Regions from separate parts of the Sus scrofa genome. Here regions 2, 3 and 4 are each linked to region 1. The links are chromatin contacts, called in public Hi-C and HiChIP or PLAC-seq maps. All regions are on one chromosome and are shown on one strand. Each heading gives the region's core, a stretch centred on a gene start, on an enhancer-like site or on the middle of the called end of the contact. The rest is flanking DNA. Distances are from core to core; before and after follow the strand shown. Region 1 holds the start of TCF3 (transcription factor E2-alpha). Region 2 holds the start of RPS15 (ribosomal protein S15). Region 3 holds the start of REXO1 (RNA exonuclease 1 homolog). Region 4 holds the start of REEP6 (receptor expression-enhancing protein 6).

Region 1 (5,546 bases), core at 1,820-4,319:
TGGACAGGTCAGGGCCAGGCCCCTCCACAGGAGTCCCATGAGCCACTAAGTCCCCAGCTCTGGAGGTAGCCGTCCCCTACCCTCCTGAGAGTGCACTCTGAGACCATGGTTTGTGCAGGTCTGGCTGGAGTGATAAATACCCCTCCCTTCTTCCAAGGCTTCAAAAAAGCAGGGAGAGCCTGGGTGGGGTGGGGAGTGGGAGGTGTCTGTTCACACACCAGGAGAAGGTGCCCACACTGGAGACAAACGCAAACGAGGTCAGGAGGGTGGCCCCCACATCCGAAGTCCAACTGTTTTCTCTCTGTGGACAACCTTGGCTCGCACACCTATGGTCTTCCTGAACTTTCCACGGCCATCCATCCCCCGTTCTGTCCCCAGCTGCCTTACTCCACGGTGGGAACCTGACCTTGGCATTCGTTTTCCCATTTTCCCAACCAGAAATGAGGTCTTTTCCCTCCTGTGGGGTCCCCAGCCGGAGGCGGGGGGCGGGGGGAACAGCACACAGTAGGTGTGGCTTGGATGGTGGGGGGAGCAGGAGGGGAGGCAGGTCTCCAGCGGGCTCCTGCCTGCCTGGCCCAGTGGCGGGCACCCAGCAGAGAACAAAGGCCACAGTCAGATGGGCGGGGGCGGGCAAGCGGTCTGTGGGCCGCCCTCAAGGGGCCCCTGGCCGCCTGTCCCTGTGCCAGGGCCCTGTGGGGTGCACCCGGGCCTTGGGGCTGGGCAGAGGTTGTGGCTGAGTGGGGGCCCCCACAGGCTGCTCCTCCCAGTGACTCAGCTCCATGCTGGGCCTCCCCAGAGAAGACAATAGTGGCTTGTGGGTGCCAGGAGGGCCTCCTGGCAGGTGTGAGGAGCCCCAGGGTGGACTGGGCCCCAGAGAGGAGCTTTTGGAACCTTAGTTTCCTCATCTGTACAATGGGTTTAATCACTCAGGCGTGAGGACCTGAGAGCCAAACATGTGGATGGAAAGAACACGTTTGGGACAAAAGGGGGGTTCCTCTGATGGCTCATCTTGGCCCAAGGGGTAGGGGCTGGACAGGTCACAGTCACCACTGTGCTCTAATGCCCGGCACCAAGCCTGGCACACAGTCGGTGGTCAATGATTGCATGGCCCATGAACAGATCATTTCTCCCCTTCAGTGGATGTGTAATTCCAGAAACACTGGCCCCAGCTCTATATGGGTTATACCCTTAGCATTGGAGGGGGAAGGGGTGCTGACCTACCCTGAGTGAGGCTGGGGACCCTGAGGGACCTCTGCCTCAGCCTGGTCCCCAAGAAACCCCCAGGCTAGGGGAAAGCCAGAGCAGGCCACCGACCTGCGAGGTCAGGGTTGGTCCACAGGGAAAGGTAGGGGCCGAGGGGGCCTCCCACCAGATGCCCAGGTCTGCCAGTGGGGAAGAGGCCACAGGATAAGAACACACATCCCTCACTTCATCCTTCCATTTTCCTTATGGGGAAACTGAGGCCCAGACAGTGGGAAGTACTTGCCCAAAGTCCCAGTGGTGTAGGGAGGGATGCCAGATTTGAACCCAGACCCCAAGAACCTCACTCCCCTCCCCAGACCTGTCCCACGTGGGAGCACTCTGGCCCTGGAGGGGTCAGGGTGAGGGTCAGCCCAGTTTGGGCGTGGCAGGAGGGGGCTTTATTAGGCTCCTCCTGAGCTCCCCAATTGCCCCTGGGGCCTTCTCTACTTCCATTCCCCCCAGGATCCCCACTTTCCTTCCTTCCTTTCAGTCCTGTTCCCTGGATTGAGGGCAGCACTGAACTGAACTGGCTCAAGGCTCCAGAAGGGATGGAAGAGCCTTTGCTCCCAGGTAGGAATGAGCCAGGCAGATTCTAGAAGAGCAAGGAGGAGGCTGCTGTGTCAAGAGCCCATCCCTGGCCTGGAGGGGAGTGTAGCTTTCTCTCTGCGGACACAGGGGGCCATGACAGAGTGTGTTATTTTCATTTATAATAATTATTTCCAGGAGTTCCCGTTGTGGTGCAGCGGAAACAAATCCGAGGTTGCGGGTTCGATCCCTGGCCTTGCTCAGTGGGTTAAGGATCCGGCGTTGCGGTGAGCTGTGGTGTAGGTCACAGACTCAGCTTGGATCCTGCATTACTGTGGCTGTGGCGCAGGCTAGCGGCTACAGCTCTGATTAGACCCCTAGCCTGGGAACCTCCATATGCCATGGGAGCGGCCCTAGAAAAGGCAAAAAGAAAAAAAAATTATTTCCATCCTGTAGGGTCTGTGGTTTTCAAAAGCTGAAGAGCCTCTGGACGTGGGAGGGAACTGGGGATCTAAGTGACTCTCACAGACCAGTGAGAGTCAGAAGGTCTTAAGTCCTTGTCCAAACTCAGGCCAAGATCCCATTTTATCGACGAATAAACTGAGTCTCAGGCAGACAAAGGCAACCAGCAAGTCAGAGGCACAGAGTGGGTTCCACGGGGGGAATTTCTGACCCTGAAACAGAGCTGCATCAGTGACCCCACGGGAAAATAGGTCTGATTTATTCCTTCCAAGTCTGGAATGCCCGCTCGCAAGACCCAGCAGCAGGGGCCAGACCTAGGAACTCAGACACGACCAAGCCCAAAAGGCCGTGCGGCCGGCCATGCACACCTGAGAATAAAACTCCAAGCCCCACCTCCCCCATCGCTTCTCGCGGCCTCTCGCTCGGAGAGTCCCGCCTCCTTCTTTACCCGGACGCGCAGAGGGGAGGGCGGGGCGGGGCGGAGCCTGGTTGCGAACGGCCGGCATCCCCGCCAATCAGGCTTTCGCACCTTCCAATTGGCCTCGTCCGCTCGGCCTTCTCTTTCCATCGCTCGGTCCTTCCCGCTTGCGTCACGGCTATGCGGCCAATCCACGTGCGCCTCCGCTCTGGAAGATAGTCCCTGCCCCCACCTCATGCCGTTGGCCCACGATTCTTCGGATCGCCCGCTCCAGGCGCTGGGCTCCGCGGGCCCGCTGCCGCGTTCGGCGGGAGCGTGGGGCGGACGTGTGGCAGTGGGCGGCGTGCAAACCGCGGCGGAGGGATCCGCGGGCGGACGCGGGGCGGAGCTGATGAGGGGCGGGGCCTGTAGGGGGCGGGGCGCGGGTTGGGGGCGGAACATGTCTCCCGCCGCAGGAAGATGAGGCAGCGGCGGCGGCCGCGGGCGTAGCGGGCCGGACCGAGCCCAGCGACACGGCCGGCGGGCACCGCGGCCTCCGTTCGCGTCGCCTCCGCCAGTGCCCGGACCGCGGACGGTCCGCCGAGCGGATACGCGGGGAGCCGGGCTACGCGCCACCGCCCACGCGCGCCCCTCGGGGCCGCGACGCCCCTTTGTCCGGGGGGGCCGTTCATGTCGCCGCCCCCCGCGCGCTGCGGGCCGGGCCGCGCCGAGCAGGTGAGCGCGCCGGGACCCTCCGCCGCTCGGTGCCTGGCGGGCTGGGCCGCTCTGGGGTGCGGAGACTCCGAGCAGTGGCTGGCCGGGCGGGGGGCGGCGCGGCCGAAGTCATTGTTCTCCAACTTTGCGCGCCGGAGGGGGCAGGCGACGTGGAGGGCGCGCTCGGGCCCGCGCGCCCCCGCCAGTCGGCACTTGAGGAAAGTTTGCGGAGCCGGGCGGGGGCGCGGGGGGCGCCGCTGGGCTGCCCAACTTCGCGGCGGGGTAGCGGCGCGGGGCCCGCGGGCGCCCCCTCCCCCGGGGGCCCGGCCGGCGCCGGAGTTTGGAGGGGAGCGAGAGAGGGAGAAGGAGCGTCCTTTTGTCTGCGGGGAAGGTGCGCCGCGCCACTGCAGGCGGGGGCCGAAATCCTGGCCGGGGGCCGCATCTGCTCCGCGGTACGCGGGCACGGGCGGCGGCTGCTTCGGGGCGAGCAGCGCAGTGGCGGCGGCAGCGCCGCGAGCTTCAAAGGGCTCCCGGGCCGCGCCGCCCGCACCGGCTGCTGGGGGGGGGTAGGGTGGGGGTTGGTTTCCCGGGCCTCCTCCCACCCCTCCCCCCAGAGCGAGAAGTTCCTTGCCCCTCTTTCTCCCAAAGTGGTTTCGTACATCTTTTGAGTTCGCTTCGAGTCTCCAAAAGTCCTTGTGATACCCCAGAAGTGTCTCGGATCTCCTTGAAAAGCCTGTTTCAGTCTCCCCCACCCCAGGTCTGCCTTAAAATCGGTTTCAGCTACCCCACAAAAAAGTGCGGTTTCGTACTCCTCAAAAAAGTCAGTTTCACACGCCCTCCAAAGAAGAAAAAGCTTCGCGGAGGAGGGGGTGCTCTGGGGCATCCGTTTCACACCCGTCTCCAGTTGGCAAACAAAGCGGGGGTTTCTCCTTTTCTGATGTCGGGTCTTCCTCAACCTCGGAACCCCCTCTAACCCCTCGGTTTCTGCTTGCCGCTCCCGCCCCCTTCTGGGTCCCCGGGGAGAGAAGCTGGAGGGACTTCGCTGTCTGACTGTGGGACGGAGACCCTCATCGGGGTGTGGGACGGGGCTTGGCAGGTGGATCCCCCACCCCGTTCTAGAAAGGAGCCCTGGGGACCCTGTTGGGGAAACCCTGGTATTAGGACAACTCCCCCCCCCCCTTCCAGGGCCGGGAGGCAAGGAATGTTTTTAAAGTTGCTTAAAAATAATTCCCGGATACATGGTGACAATAAAACAACCTAGGGTGGCTTTTCTTCTTTCAGAGTTCAGTTGTTTTTTGTGGGAGGAGGAGGCGAAGTGTGGAGGGAAGCTGTGAGGGTAGGTCCTTGTGTTGGGCGGACCCCTCCTTTAGCCCTGGAGCGGGAAGGGGGATTTGCCTGCCGTCCTACTTGTGGATTTAATTCCCCTTGAATTTGGGGGTGCCTGGGTCTTCAACGTGCACTGACAGCTGCCGGGTGGGGGGGAGTCACCAAATTTCCCTTGGGGCGGGGCTGGGGTCGCCCCTCCCCCTTCCCAGGGGCGGGGCCAGTGGGAAGCCTGGGGGTGGTTGGAAATGAGAGAAGTGGCGGGGAAGAGGGGCGGGTTCTGCCCGAGCTGGGAAGGGACCACTCCGCCCCGCATCCAGTTTAAAATTTGCAACTTGATTCCCTGGTGGTCGCTGAGGGAGTTTCGGGAATCTGAACTCTGTGCGCTCCCCCACCCATTGTTCAAATTCCCCGAGGGCTCTGGGGAGGGGTCTCAAGGGGCCCAAATCCCCGAATCCTGGCCGCCTTGCCCCCACCCCCAGGGTCTGGAAGGGACTCGGCGTGGGAAGACCCAGAGCCTCAGAGCAGCTAGAGGGGCTCTTAGCTCCTCCACTCCCATCGGTCCGCCTCAGCCTTCGGCACTCATACCTCTTCTCTTCTCCTGCCCCTGCACCCGCCGTGGGTCACCACACAGGGCTGTCTCTAGGCCTGAGGAGCCCCTCCTGGCCCTTGGCCATCGGGCCCCCGTTGCTGCTGGAGAATGAACCAGCCGCAGAGGATGGCGCCCGTGGGCACGGACAAGGAGCTCAGTGACCTCCTGGACTTCAGCATGGTGAGTGGTCCCACCCTCCCTTCCCCCCCCTTATGCACGGCGCCCTACAGGCTCCCCAGGAAAAAAGCATCTGCCAAAAACACCCCCAGCATTTGGACCTCAAACTTGTTT
Region 2 (5,546 bases), core at 1,781-4,280, 190 kb after region 1:
CTTTCCAGGTGGCAGCTGACAAAGGCCTTTAAACACAGAGCTAATGATCTCAACTGACACAAACTGAAGCCCAGTCAGTTTCAGGGATTTGCCTCCAAGTTTTATTGTCCCTTTATTGTTCTAACCTCACCTGTGAGGTCACCTGTGCTGTCTGGTGAGCTGAACGCTGACCCCCCACCCCCCCAGTTCATCCTTCTCCACTGCTAAGTGCACTGTTTTTTCCCAGGCCCACTGGAACCCAGGCTTTCTGCAAGGCCCTGGCTCTTTGCACGGGGACTTTTAGAAGAGGGAGATCTAGCAGCATTTTGATTTCTGCCCGTTCCTTCTGGGCTGCTCTTTGGGGTTGTAAAGAGCTTTCAGAGAATCACAGACTAGACCACAGCACCTGGGTTCTTGTGCTGAACTGGATCCTGCAACCTGTCCTCCAACAGTTACCAACACTCAACAGATGTTAACAGTGACACATGCTCCCTTCTCAACAGCTTAACTCCAAATCAAGATAAATCAGTATGGGAGTTGCTGTTATGGCTCAGCAGATTATGAATCTGACTAGGATCCATGAGGATGAGGGTTCAACCCCTGGCCTTGCTCAGTGGGTTGAGGATCTTGTGTTGCCATGGGCTGTGGTGTAATTCACAAATGTGACTTGGATCTGGTGTGCCTGTGCTGTAGGCTGGAGCTCTGATTCAATCCCTAGCCTGGGAACTTCCGTATGCTGCAGAGGCAGCCCTAAAAAGAGGTAACTCAGTATGTGTAAATCATGTTAAAACTGAGATAAATTCCAGAAAAAAGGAACCCTAAGCAACAGCCACTATGGGAGAGGACAAGTCTCCTTTCTCCTCTGCCTTCTGCCTGTTTCTCTCTGGACTCTGGCCACCCCTCTGCTCTACCACCTTGACTGATGGCTGATGCTGACTTCCACCAGCTCAGTGAGCTACAGGATCTCATGCTGCCTAGACAGCCACTGCCCCCATTCCTGGGCGGAAGCATGAACATCCTTTCCTCCTTGGTCTGCAGGTCTTGCCCATCATGAAAGAAACCATCAGGGCCACCTTAGGAACAGGGTAAAGACCTCTCTGAATCAAACCCCATGGGGGCCAACTCCACACACAGGATACCCCAGGAAGGCTCAATCCAAGGCTGGGGCCCCATGGTTTGGGAAAGCTGATCAGGAGCACAGAGAACAGGGGAGGAACATGGTGAGTGTCCAAAGCACTGAGGAATGCTGAGAAGGTGTGTGGTCGGGGGGTGGGAAGGTCACTGTTCCTGTTGATCCACTGTGGGAACCTGGGAAGAGAGACTGCAGAGGGGGATGGCGGCTTAGGCAGCAGCTGCCTCTGAATGGGCCAAAGAGCACCCACGAGCTGCCAAGCAACTACAGGCCAGAGAAGAGCACAGGCCCCTGGACATCTCTGAACTTGCTACAGGGCCAGAGTCACATGTAGCGCCCCACTCACTCCTTCCCTAGCTTCAGCCTGCCAGAATTAGGCTGGCATTGCATCTACAGCAGAAATCCCAGGGGCACACACTGCCTAGCCCTGGTCCACTGCCCACCCCTCTTCCCTGAGGGACTGACTGGACACAACACATGGAAAAGGACCAGTCAGACTCAGGACTAGAGAAGGCTGCCTTTATTGGCCAGCAGGCTACTACTTGAGGGGGATGAAGCGGGAGGAGTGCGTGGCCCCGATACCAGGCCGGCCATGCTTCACAGGCTTGTACGTGATGGAGAATTCGCCTAGGTAGTGTCCAATCATCTCAGGCTGTGAGAGAAGGGAGCAGGGTGGTCAGGCAGGTGTGGGTGGCCAGCCCCCACCCACCCAGGCCTGCCCCAGGGCAGCACAGGCCACACGTACCTTGATCTCCACCTGGTTGAAGGTCTTGCCATTGTAGACACCTACCATGCTGCCCACCATCTCGGGCAGGATGATCATGTCTCGCAGGTGCGTCTTCACTACCTCTGGCTTCTCCATGGGTGGCGCCTCCTTCTTGGCCTTGCGCAGGCGCTTGAGCAGCGAGTGCTGCTTCCTCCTCAGACCTCGGTTCAGCCGCCGCCGCTGCCGTGCGCTGTACAGCTGCATCAGCTGCTCGCTGGGGGCAGAGCACTGGAGGCTCAGTCCCCGTGGTCCACCCACTAATAGGTCTGTTTCCTGCAGTGCCCCCAAAGCGATGCACCTGACCCGCTCACGAACCAAGTACCCAGGCCAAAGGCTCTGGATGAAGCCCTCCAGCTCAAGGACCTCTACTTTGCTATGTCAAACAAGGAAATCCGAGGCAGGAAGGGGGGTGGATCAGATGAGGAGGCCAAACGACTGGAACTTTGCAAGCAAATTGCTGTGCTTAAGGCCTCAAGAACCCAGGAGCACTGCAAGTAACAGGGCCCTGTGCTGTGCCCTCCAAGAAGTGGGCCCCTCCCAGTCAGGCCCACGGGTGTATCTCCAGGAGAAAAAACTGTCCCTGGCTACCATTAAGCCTCCCTTCCCATCTGGGGGCCTGAATAACGCAACCACCCTGGCTAAGCTTCCAGCCTGTAAAGTTCGCTAACAAAAGACAATAACCTTTTTTTTTTTTTAAACTGCTACACCTGTGGCATATGGAAGTTCCCGAGTTAAGGAACTTAGCTGCAGGCCTTACACTGCAGCCACACCGGCTCTTTAAGCCACTGAGCAAGGCCAGGGATTAAGCCCGCAACCTCGCAGAGACAATGTCAGGTCCTTAACCCGCCGAGCCACAAGGGCAACTCCTAAGACAGCCTTTACATGTCCAAGCGGATGCCGATATCCAAAGAGAACAAGCAGAACTCTTACTAGATTCCACACTCCACGCCCCCAAATAAACTTTTATCAGCACGCAGCCCCGCCCACTCGTTTACACAGGGTCTACAACCTCGGCTGCAGATTAAGTTGCAACCCCAGTTCTCGGGTCCCCTCCTGCCACCACTTACTAAGACATGTCCAGCAGCTGGTCGAGGTCCACGCCGCGGTAGGTGAACTTGCGGAAGGTCCGCTTCTTCTTCTGCTCTACTTCCGCCTGCGCGAGCCCGGGAAGGGGCTAAGCAAGACCCCGACACCCACCTCCCACCCATGCAGCGGGGTCACGGGGCCCGCAATTCCCGCCGAGAATCGCGCGAAGCTCTGGAGTACGAAAGCCGACAGGAACAGATCTTCTCGGGCCGGTTCCAGGCAGGGCGGCAAGCACGGCCCGGGGCTACAGGGGCTCGCCTAAGACATGCGGGCCGACACAGGCCTTCCCCGCCCCGGGTCGTCCCAACCCCCACCAGGCCTGCCCCGCGCCCCCATATCTGGCGGTTCCGGAGGCCTGTTGGAGGCTACCGCAGCCGCGCAGCCCGATCCTGACCCCCGCGAGGCGGCCAGAGTTCGGATGGCACCGGATGGATCCGGCACAAACACACCAAGCACAAACACTCACCATCCCGTCGGCTCTTCGGAAAGGAACACTCCCGCTACGCCTGCGTAGTTATCGCGCGGCCTTTCACGTGCCCCGCCCCCGGCCGTGCGCGCGAACGCACTTCCGCTTTCCCGCCGAGGACGGGCGTCCTCTGTTGTCCGGAGGCCAGAGTGCTGGCTGAGAGGAATAAAGAAGCCCCCGCCTTTCTTGGGTGCTCAGATCCCCAGCATGGGGCCGGTAGCCTAGTGTTTGGGGATTCTTTCCTCAACTGGGAAACATGGGTTACATCGCGGTCCCTTTCGGAGACTCATATTCGTGCTCTGTAATTTCCATAGCGAACCCCACCTAGGAAGAGTGGGCGGAGTTCCTGTTGTAGCTCAGCGAGTTAAGAACCCGACTAATAACCATGAGGATGATGATTCGATCTCTGGCCTCGCGTAGTAGGTTAAAGGATCTGACGTCGCAAGCTATGGTGTAGATCTCTGAAGCGGTTCGGATCCAGCGTTACTGTGGCTGTGGTATAGGCGAGCAGCTACTGCTCCAGTTCGACCCCTAGTCTGAGAACCTCCATATGCTGCGAGTGCGGCGAGGCCCTAAAAAAAAAAAAAACAAATAATGTTTGCAGTAGGCGCTGGCTGGGGGGTTCAGGGCTGTCCCTTCCCTAGGAAGCTCACATCCCAGTGGGCGAAGCTGCCACATAAGGAACAAGGTTATACAGATATCTGAGACAAGAGGAAAGTCTGGAGGCGGTGGACACGGGCTTCACACAGATGGTCAGAAAAGGCATTCCTGATAGGGACCAGCCAGCCTTTAACAGACAAAATTTTAAAAGTAGCAACTGTAACATTGCAGTGCTAGGGTTGTGACACAGAGATGTAATATGTTTAAGGATAATAGCAAGAATGGGACAACGGATTAGAACTATATAGGTGTACTCCATCAGAAAGTGAATCTGGTACATTAAGGTGTTTGTGGTGGAATGTGGCCAGGCAATGCTACAAACAACTGAAAGCAGGGATTAGAACACATTTGCACACCTATGTTCACAGGAGCGTGATTCACAGTAGCCAAAAGATTGGAAACAACCCTAGTGTCCATCCATGGTTGATGGATAAACACAATGTGGTCCACCTCTGCATTGGAATATAACTCAGCCTTAAACAGGAAGGAAATTTTGGGAGTTCCCGTCATGACTCAGTGGTTGGCGAATCCAACTAGGAACCATGAGGTTGTGGGTTTGATTCCTGGCCTTGCTCAGTGGGTTAAGGATCCAGCATTGCTGTGAGCTATGGTGTAGGTCGAAGACGCGGCTGGGATCCCACGTTGCTGTGGCTCTGGTGTAGGCCGGTGGCTACAGCTCCGATTAGACCCCTAGCCTGGGAACCTCAATGTGTCATAGGTGTGGCCCTAGAAAAGACAAAAAAAAAAAAAAAGGAAGGAAATTTTGACACATAATGTTGATGGACCTTGAGAACATCAGTGAGTGAAGCCAGACACAGGACAGATACTGTCTGATTCTACTACCAAGAGGTTCCTGGAGGAGTCAGATCCAGAGAGACAGAAAGTAGATTTGCTGTGGCTCGTAGGCTGGCAGCTGTAGCTCTGATTAGACCCCTAGCCTGGGAACCTCCATATGCCTCAGGAGCGGCCCTAAACAAACAAACAACAAATGGTTAAAAATGGCAAATCTCATATCGTGCACAATAAACAACCACCAAACAGATGTATGCGGTAAACTTCTTAGGTAACTCCTAAGAAACTCTAAACAATGAAAAAAAATCCTTAAAACAATTAAAATGCTGCAATAGAAAATACTCAATGCAAGAGAAAGCATTACTAGAGACAAGAACAGAAAGATGTGACATACAGAACAGAGTGAAATGTTTGGCAGAGGTAAATCCAAGCATGTATGGTTGACAGTGGATTGAGGATGCAACCAGCTCTGCTTGGTGGGTTCCATCTGGAAGGAGTGAATGTGCAAAGGCCCTGAGGGAGGAATGAGCTGCTAAAACAAGGGAAAGGAGGAGTTCCCGTTGTGGCACAGTAGTGAAAGAATCCGACTAGGAACCATGAGGTTGTGGGTTCAGTCCCTGCCCTTGCTCAGTGGGTTAATGATCCGGCGTTGCCGTGAGCTGTGG
Region 3 (5,546 bases), core at 1,672-4,171, 160 kb before region 1:
GCATTGAGAAACTGGTGAGAACTCTGAACCCTTTCTTGGGAAAAGTGCATCCCAGATTTCCGCAGTCTCCGGAGCCCAGAAGGCCGGTGGGGCTGTGGTGCGGGGAGCGTAGACCCTCCGCACCGGTTTCCTCACTTCTCGCCCCGGGAAGGCGGCAGCCTCGCCATCTGGCGGCCGCCCCTGGAATGGCGCCACCGGCTCCGTCCGACCCCCTCCCCAAGGTCCTGCCCTTGGGGCCGTCAAGGTCGCCCCACTCGGCACGGAGCCCTCTACTCTAAGATGGCCCCCATCTGGCACCCTTTTACTCCCTTTCTGCTGGATTCTGGCCCGAAAGCCCACAGATGTCGCTCCCTGGACCCTTGTCCGCTCCAGGGACAAGAAGCTGTCAGGCTTCTCTGTCCCTTTGAGGTCCTTACGTGCAGACCCTCCCTTCAGTCTCTCTTGGACGCACTATCATGGGCCCCGGAAGCAGATTGGAGATTTCCCCTCTGCCTCCTGAATGCTCCGTCGGCAGGTGGCCCCGAGGACCCCTGGCCCTACCCGCTAGGCTCAGATCCCCTGTGTGCTGAGGACACCCCCTGGTCCATGCCAGCTGGACCTCGTCCTCAACGCCAGACCCGAGATGTTCTCAGCCCCACCCCTAGTCTGTTCTGGTCTGCTCCCCTTCAGTCACTGCAGCTTCAGCCAAAATCTTTGGGCTCGCCCCTGACTCCCCTCTTTGTCTCACCACCCTCATCCGGTCCATTTGGAATTCTTTTTTTTTTTTGTCTTTTTTGTCTTTTTGTTGTTGTTGTTGTTGCTATTTCTTTGGGCCGCTCCCACGGCATATGGAGGTTCCCAGGCTAGGGGTCGAATCGGAGCTGTAGCCACCGGCCTACGCCAGAGCCACAGCAACGCGGGATCCGAGCCGCGTCTGCAACCTACACCACAGCTCACGGCAACGCCGGATCGTTAACCCACTGAGCAAGCGCAGGGACCGAACCCGCAACATCATGGTTCCTAGTCGGATTCGTTAACCACTGCGCCACGACGGGAACTCCCCATTTGGAATTCTAACTGGACATCTACCTTTGAAACATACCCAGAACCAGTCCATTTCTCCTGCCTCCACCTAATCCCACCTCATGGCCCACCTGGACCAACCCTTGATCCGGACTCCTGCCCTGGCCCTCACAGTCTGCCTTCCCGGCTGGAGCCACCAGAAGGCGTCTGTGATCACTTTCTGTGAGTCAGGCCCTGCCCTCCTCTGCACTCAGCGCTCCAGGCTGCCACCTCCCTCCAGGGTGAATCGCCCAAGTCCTCCCTGAGGCCAACCAGGCCCTGCATGACCTGCCCCTGCCCCCTCTCTGCCGCTGTTACCTTCTCCCTCTCTCCCCTTTACTCACTCAGGTGCAGCCACACAGGCCTCCTTGCAGTTCCTCCAACAAGCCTGGTGCCGCCTTTGCCCTGGGGCCTTTGCACATATTGTGCCCTCTGCCTGGAATGCCTTTACCCTAGATGCCTGCTTGGCTTTCTCCTTGAACTGCTCAAATTCCACTTCCCCATCAGACTCCATGGACCACCCCTTTCCCCAGCTCCCTACTCTCCCTATCACCCATCCTCCAGAAGAGCACTCTCGGCCTTGTACTTAAGTATCTCCTTTACTGATCTCCTGCTGTCTCTCTTCTAGAACGCTACTACTGCCAGGGTGGGGATCTATGCTTTGTTCACTGATGTCTCTAGCACTGGGTCTGGCACTCACATAGTAGGTCCTTGGTAAATATTTGTTGAGTAAATAACCAAGGTCAGTCAGTGAGTACAGAGGAAGCATCTAGTAAGTGCAAGCTCAGGGGTGACCTGACTTCACCTCACTAGCATTGTCAGGGCCAGGCTGAGGGGTCCTCCCTCCTCTTGGCGGTGGAAGAGGCGCTGGCATCGAGAGACCCCTGGGGTGAGGGGTCTCAGGCCCAAATGCCACCGGGGCCAGGTGGCTGAGGTAAGGATAGATGGGCTGGGAGAGGGAGGAGATGACCTGCACAGACTGCACCCCCACCCTGTGCTCACACGGGGATCCTTGGCAATTGCCAGCTGGCGGGCAGGCTGGGAATTGTAGTTTTATGAAGCATCTCCCCCAATTTAAATAAAGGGCAACAAACAAATTTACATCATTTGAAAAACTAGTACTGAAACAAAACTGGTACTCAGATACATATACACACATGTTCACAGAGGCTCAATTCACAACAAACAGGCGGAAACCACCTGAATATCTATTATCTGATGAACAGATAAAATACGGTTTAGGGTCAATATTTGGTGGACAAATGAGTAAATCGGAATAGGGTTCCGCTGGTGGACCTGGGGATGAGATTTCAGACAAGAGTCCAGTGGGAGTCCACCCGGAGCCCAAGTCGAGGGACCTCCGCAAGCCTCTGCTTCAACGAGTGCAAAACGTGAGCACTAATTCGAAGTCAACCCGGGCGGAGTTGAGTTTCAGAGCCTGAGCTGGGTAACTCCGGTGCAGATCTCCAGGTGCAGGTGAGACACGCCCGCAGGACTCGTGTTGACCAGCAGAGGGCGCCTCAGGGAGACGTGCTAATAAAACTAATTAAATGCACCTAAGCCACAGCTGGACTATGAGGGGGGCCTTTTTTTTTTTTTTTGATCAGGCGTGCCGTGGACAGCTCCAGGCGCCGCAGGGGTCTGGGGCTCAAGATGGCGCTGTTGCCGCCACCGAGGGCCAGGCGGCGGCGCCGGCGAGGCTCCCGGAGACAGTAGGCAGGGCGTCTCGCCCCCACCACCCCTACCCCCGCGACTGCCTGTCCTGGGCCATGGGTCCATGACCCTCCTTGGGGCCGCGGGAGCAGGTGTTTCTGATCAGGCGCACTTCGGGCAGCTGCTCCCGAGGTCCCTTGCGGCGGCGTCCCGGGGGCCTCCGGGGACCTCGGAGCAAGATGGCGGCGGCAGCGGGGTCCGTGAGGCGCGGGCGGCGGCGACCGCGGCGCCAGTGAGGGGCCCGTGGGCCCGGGCGGCTCCGGGCCGCGGCCCCGCCGCGGGACGGACCATGCTACGTTCCACCGGCTTTTTCCGGGCCATCGACTGCCCGTATTGGGCTGGGGCGCCCGGGGGGCCCTGCCGGCGGCCCTACTGCCACTTCCGGCACCGCGGGGCCCGGAGCCCGGGCGCACCCGGGGGAGGCGGAGCGGCGTCCCCCGCAGCAGGTAATGCCCGCCCCGGGCTCAGCACTCCGGCGCCCGGGCTTCCTTGGCCCCCAGTTCCCCGCCCAACCTTCTTCTCTCTCGCTCGCGGGCGACGTGTCCCCAAGTCCGGGCCACCTACCCGGGGCCCACGTTGAGCGACCTCTGCAAACCTCTGCTTCAACGAGTGCAAAACGTAAACAACGAAGGGACCCGTTCTCCTAGAGGCGTCGCAAGGGTGGAGCGCGCCGGGCTCGGGAAAGGAGCGCGGCCGACACTGGTTGGCAGGCCCGAGCTCATGCCGGGGGAACCGTTCCCGCCGCCTCCCCGGCCCCGAGTGCTCGTGGCAGCCCTTGTTTACTTCTGCGCTTCTTCGGCCGCCGCGCCGCTGATTGTGGCCTCTCTTGTTTACAGTAGCAGTCTAGAGGATCTTGCTTAGGAACCTGGGCTGTGTGTTGAGCCGTGTGCCAACATATCCACTTGCTTGTGTGTGTGTTGGGGTGGGGGTCAGGCTTCCAAGTGAACGTTTCTAGATTGAGCATTACAGTACCGTGGTGATTATCAATGTCGCGGCAGAGTTCGGTGAGAGCTGCCCGGGGTCACGCTGCTTGTGGGGAGTGTGGGACTTGAGCTGTTAAGAATGGGGGCAAAAAGAGGGGCACCGCGAGGAAAGGCTTGCAGGGATGTCCTTACTCCGGAGGGGAACTCGGGCTCTCACTGGGGCTCCTGTCCTTCAGGACTGGGCTCCCCTTTTCTTTCAGGCTCATATTCTTCATTCGGCATCCTCTCTCTTTCCCCATGAAAGAATCCCCATCTCAGAGCCTTTTAACTTTCAAAGAGGAGCGCCCTTGCTAAGATTAAATAATGGGCTTGTTCTCCCATTTTGCCAGAAAAAAAAAAGGAGGGGGTAGCATTTTCTCAAATTTCCATTGTAAGTTTGTCCTGACTTTTTGCACCTGCCACCCACTGTTCACAGCCAGCCAGATGCAAGCATTGGTTGCCTGGCTCCACATTTGTGCCAGGCCTGGGGCTGTGTGCATTGTGGGCCCTGCTCTCAGGAACTTACCCCTGAGGAGGGAAGCTGGCCTGGCCCACAGGTGCCTTAGTTTCCAGCGGTGCCTTACCCCCAGCTGAGTGTCAACGGCCTCCCGGTGTCCTTTTTCAACTCAAGACAGTGCAGTTTTCAATCCATCTATTGACCGACTTGGCCTGGCCTGGCGAGTGATGCTCCTTACCATTGGGACAGATAGGGAGGGACCATGCCCCCAGCAGCAACTTGTCTGCAGACTCCACATGGCCTTCCAGCCTTCTGAACTCTGGAGCTCTGGTCTCTCTTCTTGGGCGTTCATCCTGTGCTATTCATTTCTTGAATGGCCAGTGACTTTCCCAGAGGCCAGGTTTTGAGAGCCCATTTGGTGATGTTGCCCTGTCTGCTTCCCTTCCCACAGGAGAAAAGGCCACTGCCTACCCCCGATCCCCGTGCATCTGCATTTTGTTTCGCAGGTGAGAATAAGCAGTCCTTTTCCCGTCTCTGGTGGGGGGTGGCCTCTGTTACCTTCTGGTGGAATTCTGCCTTGCCCTAGAGAGGCAGGGTTGGAGCCCAGCTCAGCCTCTTTCTTGCCATGGGGCCTCTCTGACACTCTGTTTCATCTTCTGGTCATGCTCACGGGGTAGCCCTCTGAGTGGGCCAGGGGATAGTGTGCACCTAGACCTCCCCCTCCCTTACAGCTGCCCCCTGCTCCAGATTTTGATAACCCTGTTTCCTGTTGGGTTTGGAGACTCTGCAGCAGTCCAGGCTCTGGCTGGGTCCACTTGTGACCAGATAGACAGCCCAAGCAGAGGTGCTCTGGCAAGTGTGGGCTGGGCAGGGATGCTGAGGTCCTGGGTGTTGGCTGCCTGCCTGCAGGTGGGGTGTGCAGCCCTGTGTGACCCAGCACCAGTGGCCTTGGGTTGATGGCCTCCTGAACCTTCCAGCAGGGTCTGAGGCCCATGCAAGGGCTAGGCAGGCATACCGTTCTTTCTGGCCCTCAGATCCATCCTCCTGTGCTCCAGGACCCCTACCTCCTGCTCTTGGACTAGGGGGAGTGCCCCAGTTATTGCCGCATACCCTCGTGTTCTTCATCCTTGACCTTGACCAGTGGGCGGGATGGTCATCCCCATTTCCCAGATGAGGAAACTGGGTCCCAGAGAGGGACAGCCACATGCCTGTGTACACATGGCTGGTAAGTGGGGGACATGGGGTGGAGTTTTGGCTGTCAGGCCCTTGACCCTCACTACTTCTTGCCAGTTTCTCTTGTCAACATCCGTGGGACCTGGGTCCCATCACGCATTGTGCTCCATCTTCCCCTGAGGCCAAGAGGTAATACTGAG
Region 4 (5,546 bases), core at 1,739-4,238, 130 kb after region 1:
TAGGAGTTCCTGTTGTGGCTCATTGGAAACAAATCTGACTAGTATCCATGAGATGCAGGTTTGATCCCTGGCCTCGCTCTGTAGGTCAAGGATCCAGTGTTGCCATGAGCTGTGGTGTAGGTTCCAGATGCAGCTCAGATTTGGAGTTGCTGTGGCTGTGCTGTAGGCTGGTGACTGCAGCTTTGACTCAACCCTAGCCTGGAATGGGGCTAGAATTTAAATATAAGTAATGGGAAAAAAAACTGAAGGCGAGGTCATTCTGTCCTTGATGCTTGATTCTCGGAGGGTGGAGAAAGCCAACAGTTTTTAACTATTACCTTAGTCCAGGTGTGTTCTCCTCACCACAGCTGACACGGGGGCCAGGTCATTCTCGGGGTGGGGGGCTGTTCTGGGCATTGTACCTGGGGTGCAAAGCATCATCCCTGGCCCCCATCCACTTGATGCCAGGAGTATTCTCAATCATGGCTTCTGCAGATGTCCCCAGACACTACCCAGTGTCCTCTGGGGGTTGCATGGCCGTGATCGAGAGCCCCTGTCTTCGTGGGAGGGTGCAAGGTGTCGTATTGAGAGTCCCGTGGACTGGGGCTCTCTGCTTGGAGCATCAGTTTTCCCATCTGTCAGGGGCATAGAGTAGCCCTGCCTACTAGGGTTGCTGAGAGGTCAGCTAAATAAGACTCAGCGGAGAGGACCCTTCCCTATGCATTTAGTCAGCCCTTCTGGTGGCCCAAATACACTCCTGGCAATGAGGATCAGAGAAGAAAATTGTGGGACGTGAGGGCCAGGAGCGTCAGCCACTCTGCAATCATAATCATCACCGCTGCCTTTATTAAGTGATTCTCGTGTACAGGGCTCTGTCCCTCTCAGCTCCATCTCATTCAACAGCTGGGACAAAACGGAAGCTGGGGTGAGCGGGGCTTGCACAGGGTCACTCGGGGAGCCTCTGGCTCCTAGGAGCATTTTCAGCCTCTCCACCCCTGCACCTCCAGCCTGTTATCTGCAGAGAGGAATAGAGGCCACTAGGGGACCAAAGGGCAGAGTCACCTCCACCTTCCTCTCCACCTGCTTTAGCTTTAATCCCTGGCGTCTAGGGTCAGGAGAGGGAGGGGAATCCCTGGCTGGCCCTAGGAGGCCTGGTCGCTGCCTCCTCTGGGTGTCCTCCTCTGTAGCTGGGAGGGGGAGTTGGCCATCTCAGGCAGGTGGGGCCCAAGGATTCCTGGTGGGGGAATGGCACCCCTTCCCTGGAAATCGCAAGGTGGGGAGGAGCAGCTCTCCCTGGGCACCCTTCCCCTCAATCCCTATTCCTGCAGTCTCAGCAAAGGGAGGATGACCTTGGACATGGGCGGGGACATGGCCCTGGAGATCAGCAACAGATGGAGCCCTGGGAAAGGTTGTGGGGGTTGGGGGAGTGGATGCTCCCATGCAGCCCCTGTCACCCCGAACCTCAGTTTCCTTCCTGTGAACCCCTAGCATCCCCAGAGGGCCCCTCCCAAGTGCTCTTTGACCTAAATTCCCCACCCACTGGTATCAGAGATGTGAAAAGGCAGACACGAGGTCAAGCATTGGCTCCCAGGGGCAGGTTCCTGGCTGAGTCAGCATGAGTTGGGGACCAGGAACCTGGGGCAGGGGGCAGGTTTCGGACCCTCCTTGGGCTGCCCAGCATGGGAATCCCCAGTTGGTGGAGAAATGGGAGGAAAGCAGACTCTCGGGATCTATACACAGGTGCTCAAAACATGTGCACATCCTCGCTTAGGGTCCCTTCCCCCTAGTGTCCAAACAGTGTCCTGTGATTCATTCTGGGGGGCTTCCTGGAACGGGTGGCAACAAACAGATGGACTTGGAGTACAGAAAAAGAGGAGAGGGAAGTGTTTCAGAGGATGTCAGGAGCCCCACAAGGTCATTGAGGAGGAAAGGCAGAGGAGGGACTGGAAAGAGAGTGACAATTAGGGGTGGCTGGATCTCCCTCTCTGTTGGCCCCATCCAACCTTTCTCTAAACCCACCACATCGGTCAAGCAACCCAATTCCAGGCAGGGGAGGGAGAGGCCAGGCCAAGGTTGGGTGGAGAGAAGGGGAATCCTAGCAGGAAAACAAAGGAAGGGGAGGTGGGAGTGACTCTTCCCCTCCTTGTCTGGAGCATTCTCTGGGAAAAGAAGATCTCTACAATTGCTTCCAGGCTTGGATCCATCAGGGAAGGGGCTGGTGACACTGGCAGGGAACTGGCTATCTCCTGCCCCCTCCTCCCCCGGGACCAGCAGGACAACTGGAAGAACCGGACTTCTGCCTGGCGGGAACCCAGGGCCTGAAAAGAAGGGGCAGAGGACAGCCTCCAGACCTGATGGCTCGAGTGGGGGTGTTGCGGGGCCGAGATAAGGGGTGGCCCAAGTCCGAGGTCGCATTGCTTGGGGCAGAGAGGGGCTGAGGGCAGAACGAAGGTCCTCGTCCATGACCCCTCCCTAGGATCTCAGTCTCCTCGCTGGGCTGTGGGCGCGCCCCGCCGCCCTATCTAGACCCCGCAGCCGGCGCCGGCCGGAGGGGGCATGCCTGAGGCCCTCGTGGCCCAGGGCTTCAGAGTGCTCTTTGGCAAAAGGGGGTGTCGCCCCAAGCGCTCCCCCCGACGGCTCACCCGCGGCCAAGTACCGCTTGTCGACACCGGTCTTGGCTTCGAGCGCCCCTAGCGCTTCGGTGGCCAAGTTCCTCTGTTCCAGAAAGCGCTCGAAGCGCTGGCGCAGGCCGTCCATGGCACCGCCGGGCCCGGGGCTGGCAGCCTGAACTTGATCGTCGGCCCGCACACCGGCCGTGCAGCCCGCGCGCTGCCTTCCCTTGGCACAAGCCGCACGGCTCCGCCCCCGGGCCCGAATCCGCCCCCGGGCCCGAATCCGCCCCCGGGCTGGTCTCCGCCCCCGAGATGGTCTCCCTCTTCTGCCCCCCGCTCTGGCCAATGGGAGGGCAGGGCGGACAAAGGAGGTGGGGCCTGCCCCGTCTCCTCCGCCGCATTGCCCTTTGGCGGGCCGCGGCCGCGGCAGCCGCGACTTTGGGGGAAGAGGGCGGGGCGCGGCAGCTGAAGGCGCCGATTGGCCGAGACAGAGCGGGACGTAGCTGATTGGGGGGGCGGGGTCATGGCCAGGGATTATTGGCTGAGCCGTTGTGGGTGGAGCCGAGGGAGGCGGAGCTAGAGGGAGGGGCCAGATAAAGGCCAGAACTGGATTGGAGAAAAGATACTAATAGCGAAAACAGAGAAGGGGCGTGGCCGCACATAAAGAAGGAGGGACGGAATATGAAGGCGGGGTTGGGGCGGGGCTAAACTGAGGAGGCGGGACTTATTCGAAGGAGCAATCCTGGTTGGACTTGGAAGGAGACAAGGCTTATTCCTGGGGGAGGGGTGTATAGGAAAGTGGGCGGGACCAAATATTGGGTGGGATCAATTACAGCAACCATGAACCCCCTCCTCTGGGTCAGAAGAATTGAGGTCATTGCATAAATGGGGAGACTGAGGTTCCCAAAGGTTTGAGGTTGCAGGAGACCAGTTGCATGTGTCTCCCCTCACCTGCTGTCAGATCTTCGCGCCCCTGAGGTCGGGGAGCCGCAAGGCCCCCTGGGAGTTGAAGTCTTTCAGAGGTTGCTATGGCTCCAGGGGCGGGGCGGGCACTTGGGCCATCTCGGCGGTTTGGCCAGGAGGAGGGGCTTTGTGAGGCCCCGCCCCCGGGCCCGCCCCCGCTGGCATGCTGCCCGCCCGGACTGCCCTCTGGCTGCGCCTGACTTTGGTCCTGGGCCTGGCGCTCGTTGGCCCTGTGACTGTGGGGTGGGCCTTGGCCCGGGCCCCCATCTATGTGAGCAGCTGGGCCGTACGGGTGTCCCAGGGTTACCAGGAGGCCGAGCGCCTGGCGCGCAAATTCGGCTTTGTCAACCTGGGGCAGGTGGGTTCCGTATTGAAGAGAGGGGGCAGAGACTGGATGACTCCAAACCCTGGCAAATAGGAGGGCACTCCCTAGTTTCCCCAGATATCAAAGACTCGCCCCTGGCCACCTCTGCCTCGACCAATTTCAAATTCTGGGACTCCAGAGAGCACCTGGTTGGGGGAGGATGTAAAGCAGGCGGGCTGGCCCCTGTCTTGGAAGGGGCTCCATCAGGGGAGCCAGGTCCCAGCCATCTGCTCCTTACATTCCCAGATCTTCCCTGACGGGCAGTATTTCCATCTGCGGCACCGGGGCGTGGTCCAGCACTCCCTGACTCCGCACTGGGGCCACCGCCTGCGCCTGAAGAAAGACCCCAAGGTGAGCCTGGCCATGAGACTGCCTCCTCAGAGGTCTCAGCCACCTCCTGTTGTTCTTGTTATGAATGTTATCTCCTGTTATGAATGGCTGTGTGGCCTGAGGCAAATCACCAGCTCTCTATGGGTCTTGGTATATGTCAGCCCCTGGTCTATACAGTGGGGGCAAGAGGAGGAAGATCTGTGGGGTGCAACACTCACCCCAGGGCCTGGTGCCCTGTCAGCATTTCTTGTCACCATCTCCTCCCTCCCTCCTCTATCTTGCTTTGAAAGATCAAGGTTCCCCAGGTATCTGGGAAAGAGACTGAGCTCGGGGGAGGGGGCTGGGGAGGGGGGCTGATCAGCAAGGAGGCAAGAAGCATGACAGCTGGAAACCTGCCAGGAGCACTGGGGACAGAGAGAAGTGGTGAACTGGTGATGTGGTTTGCAGGGCAATGTCAAGGGCTTGCCAATGGATTGGATGTGTGGGACAGAGAGAGAAATTAGGGCCAGCTTTCAAGTCTATGGTGGAACAAATGGGGAGGAGAGGGTCCTGGTAGCTGAGGTGGGAACAGGGGAACATGAGCTGGTTTTGAGGGGTAGGAGATGAACGAGGAGGGGGGGAGGGCAACTGTCTGAGAAAGAGCCACCCAGGGCAGGCAGAATGACAAATGCAAAGCCCCTGGGAATGACTAAGGCTGCAGCAGAGGAAGCCTCGTGGGGACCAGATGGGCAGGGGTGCTTGTTAGCTCTGGAGAAGGTGTTGGGAAGGCACGGGAAGGTTTCAACAGGGAGTGATGCTGCGGTGTCATAAGAGTAGGTTGTAGGCAGGGCAGCTGGGGGAACTGGGAGGAGGCAGATATGACCATACAGAGGCGTCCTGCACCCAGGAGGGTGAGGTAGAGGACGGACATGGTCAGGGTTATATCATGTCTTGGGGAGAGGGATTCTAGAACAGGAATGGGAAAAGGGGCAGGATTGGGACCCCAGGAGCCAGAGCCACTCTGGGCAGCAGCCACCACATGTCTGTGGGTTTGGGGGTGGGTGCCCTGAGGGCTTTGGCCCCCTCTGAAGGCAGAGCCCCAAGCACATAGGGACCTCAAGAGCAGCCCAGCAAACACAGGGTCCCTGGCCCCATCCCACAGTACCTGGGCCCCAGAACAAGTAGGGGACAGCCCAGACACACCTTCCACTAAACCTTAGCCCTATACACTGTTGCCCCTTGGGAAGAGGGAAGAGGCCCAGCACAGACCCTGCAGCCACTTGCAGAAGGGCTGAGGGGCAGGGCCCCCTAAATCAGCC

The links. Hi-C and Micro-C count contacts between places; a contact is called where the count stands out from the background. HiChIP or PLAC-seq counts read pairs in DNA pulled down with a chosen protein or histone mark.
Region 2: an H3K27ac HiChIP or PLAC-seq map of alveolar macrophages shows a contact between it and region 1. The contact joins the promoter of RPS15 here to the promoter of TCF3 in region 1. A contact is called at or near these places in 1 of 5 promoter capture datasets (fetal liver) and 1 of 2 datasets of contacts at active chromatin or transcription factors (alveolar macrophages).
Region 3: a contact with region 1 is called in a Hi-C map of skeletal muscle, with 3 times the contacts expected there. The contact joins the promoter of REXO1 here to the promoter of TCF3 in region 1. A contact is called at or near these places in 3 of 5 promoter capture datasets (fetal liver, fetal skeletal muscle and liver), 16 of 47 Hi-C or Micro-C datasets (alveolar macrophages, embryonic fibroblasts, epiblast stem cells and 9 more) and 2 of 2 datasets of contacts at active chromatin or transcription factors (alveolar macrophages and skeletal muscle).
Region 4: a Hi-C map of liver shows a contact between it and region 1, with 2.4 times the contacts expected there. The contact joins the promoter of REEP6 here to the promoter of TCF3 in region 1. A contact is called at or near these places in 1 of 5 promoter capture datasets (fetal skeletal muscle) and 1 of 47 Hi-C or Micro-C datasets (liver).

Annotation. Positions count from the first base shown.
Region 1 is chr2:76,856,010-76,861,555 of Sscrofa11.1, forward strand. It overlaps TCF3 (transcription factor E2-alpha), which reads left to right and starts at 3,070. Exons shown (of 21, transcript XM_021084225.1): 1 at 3,070-3,361; 2 at 5,298-5,435. The coding sequence starts at 5,364.
Region 2 is chr2:77,041,719-77,047,264 of Sscrofa11.1, forward strand. RPS15 (ribosomal protein S15) reads right to left here and starts at 3,031. Exons shown (of 3, transcript NM_214334.1): 1 at 2,945-3,031; 2 at 1,857-2,091; 3 at 1,611-1,763. The coding sequence starts at 3,031. The coding sequence ends at 1,650.
Region 3 is chr2:76,691,348-76,696,893 of Sscrofa11.1, forward strand. REXO1 (RNA exonuclease 1 homolog) reads left to right here and starts at 2,922. Exons shown (of 16, transcript XM_003123002.4): 1 at 2,922-3,200. The coding sequence starts at 3,044.
Region 4 is chr2:76,986,026-76,991,571 of Sscrofa11.1, forward strand. It overlaps REEP6 (receptor expression-enhancing protein 6), which reads right to left and starts at 2,989. Exons shown (of 6, transcript XM_021084238.1): 1 at 2,622-2,989. The coding sequence starts at 2,736. PCSK4 (proprotein convertase subtilisin/kexin type 4) reads left to right here. Exons shown (of 15, transcript XM_021084236.1): 2 at 4,165-4,269.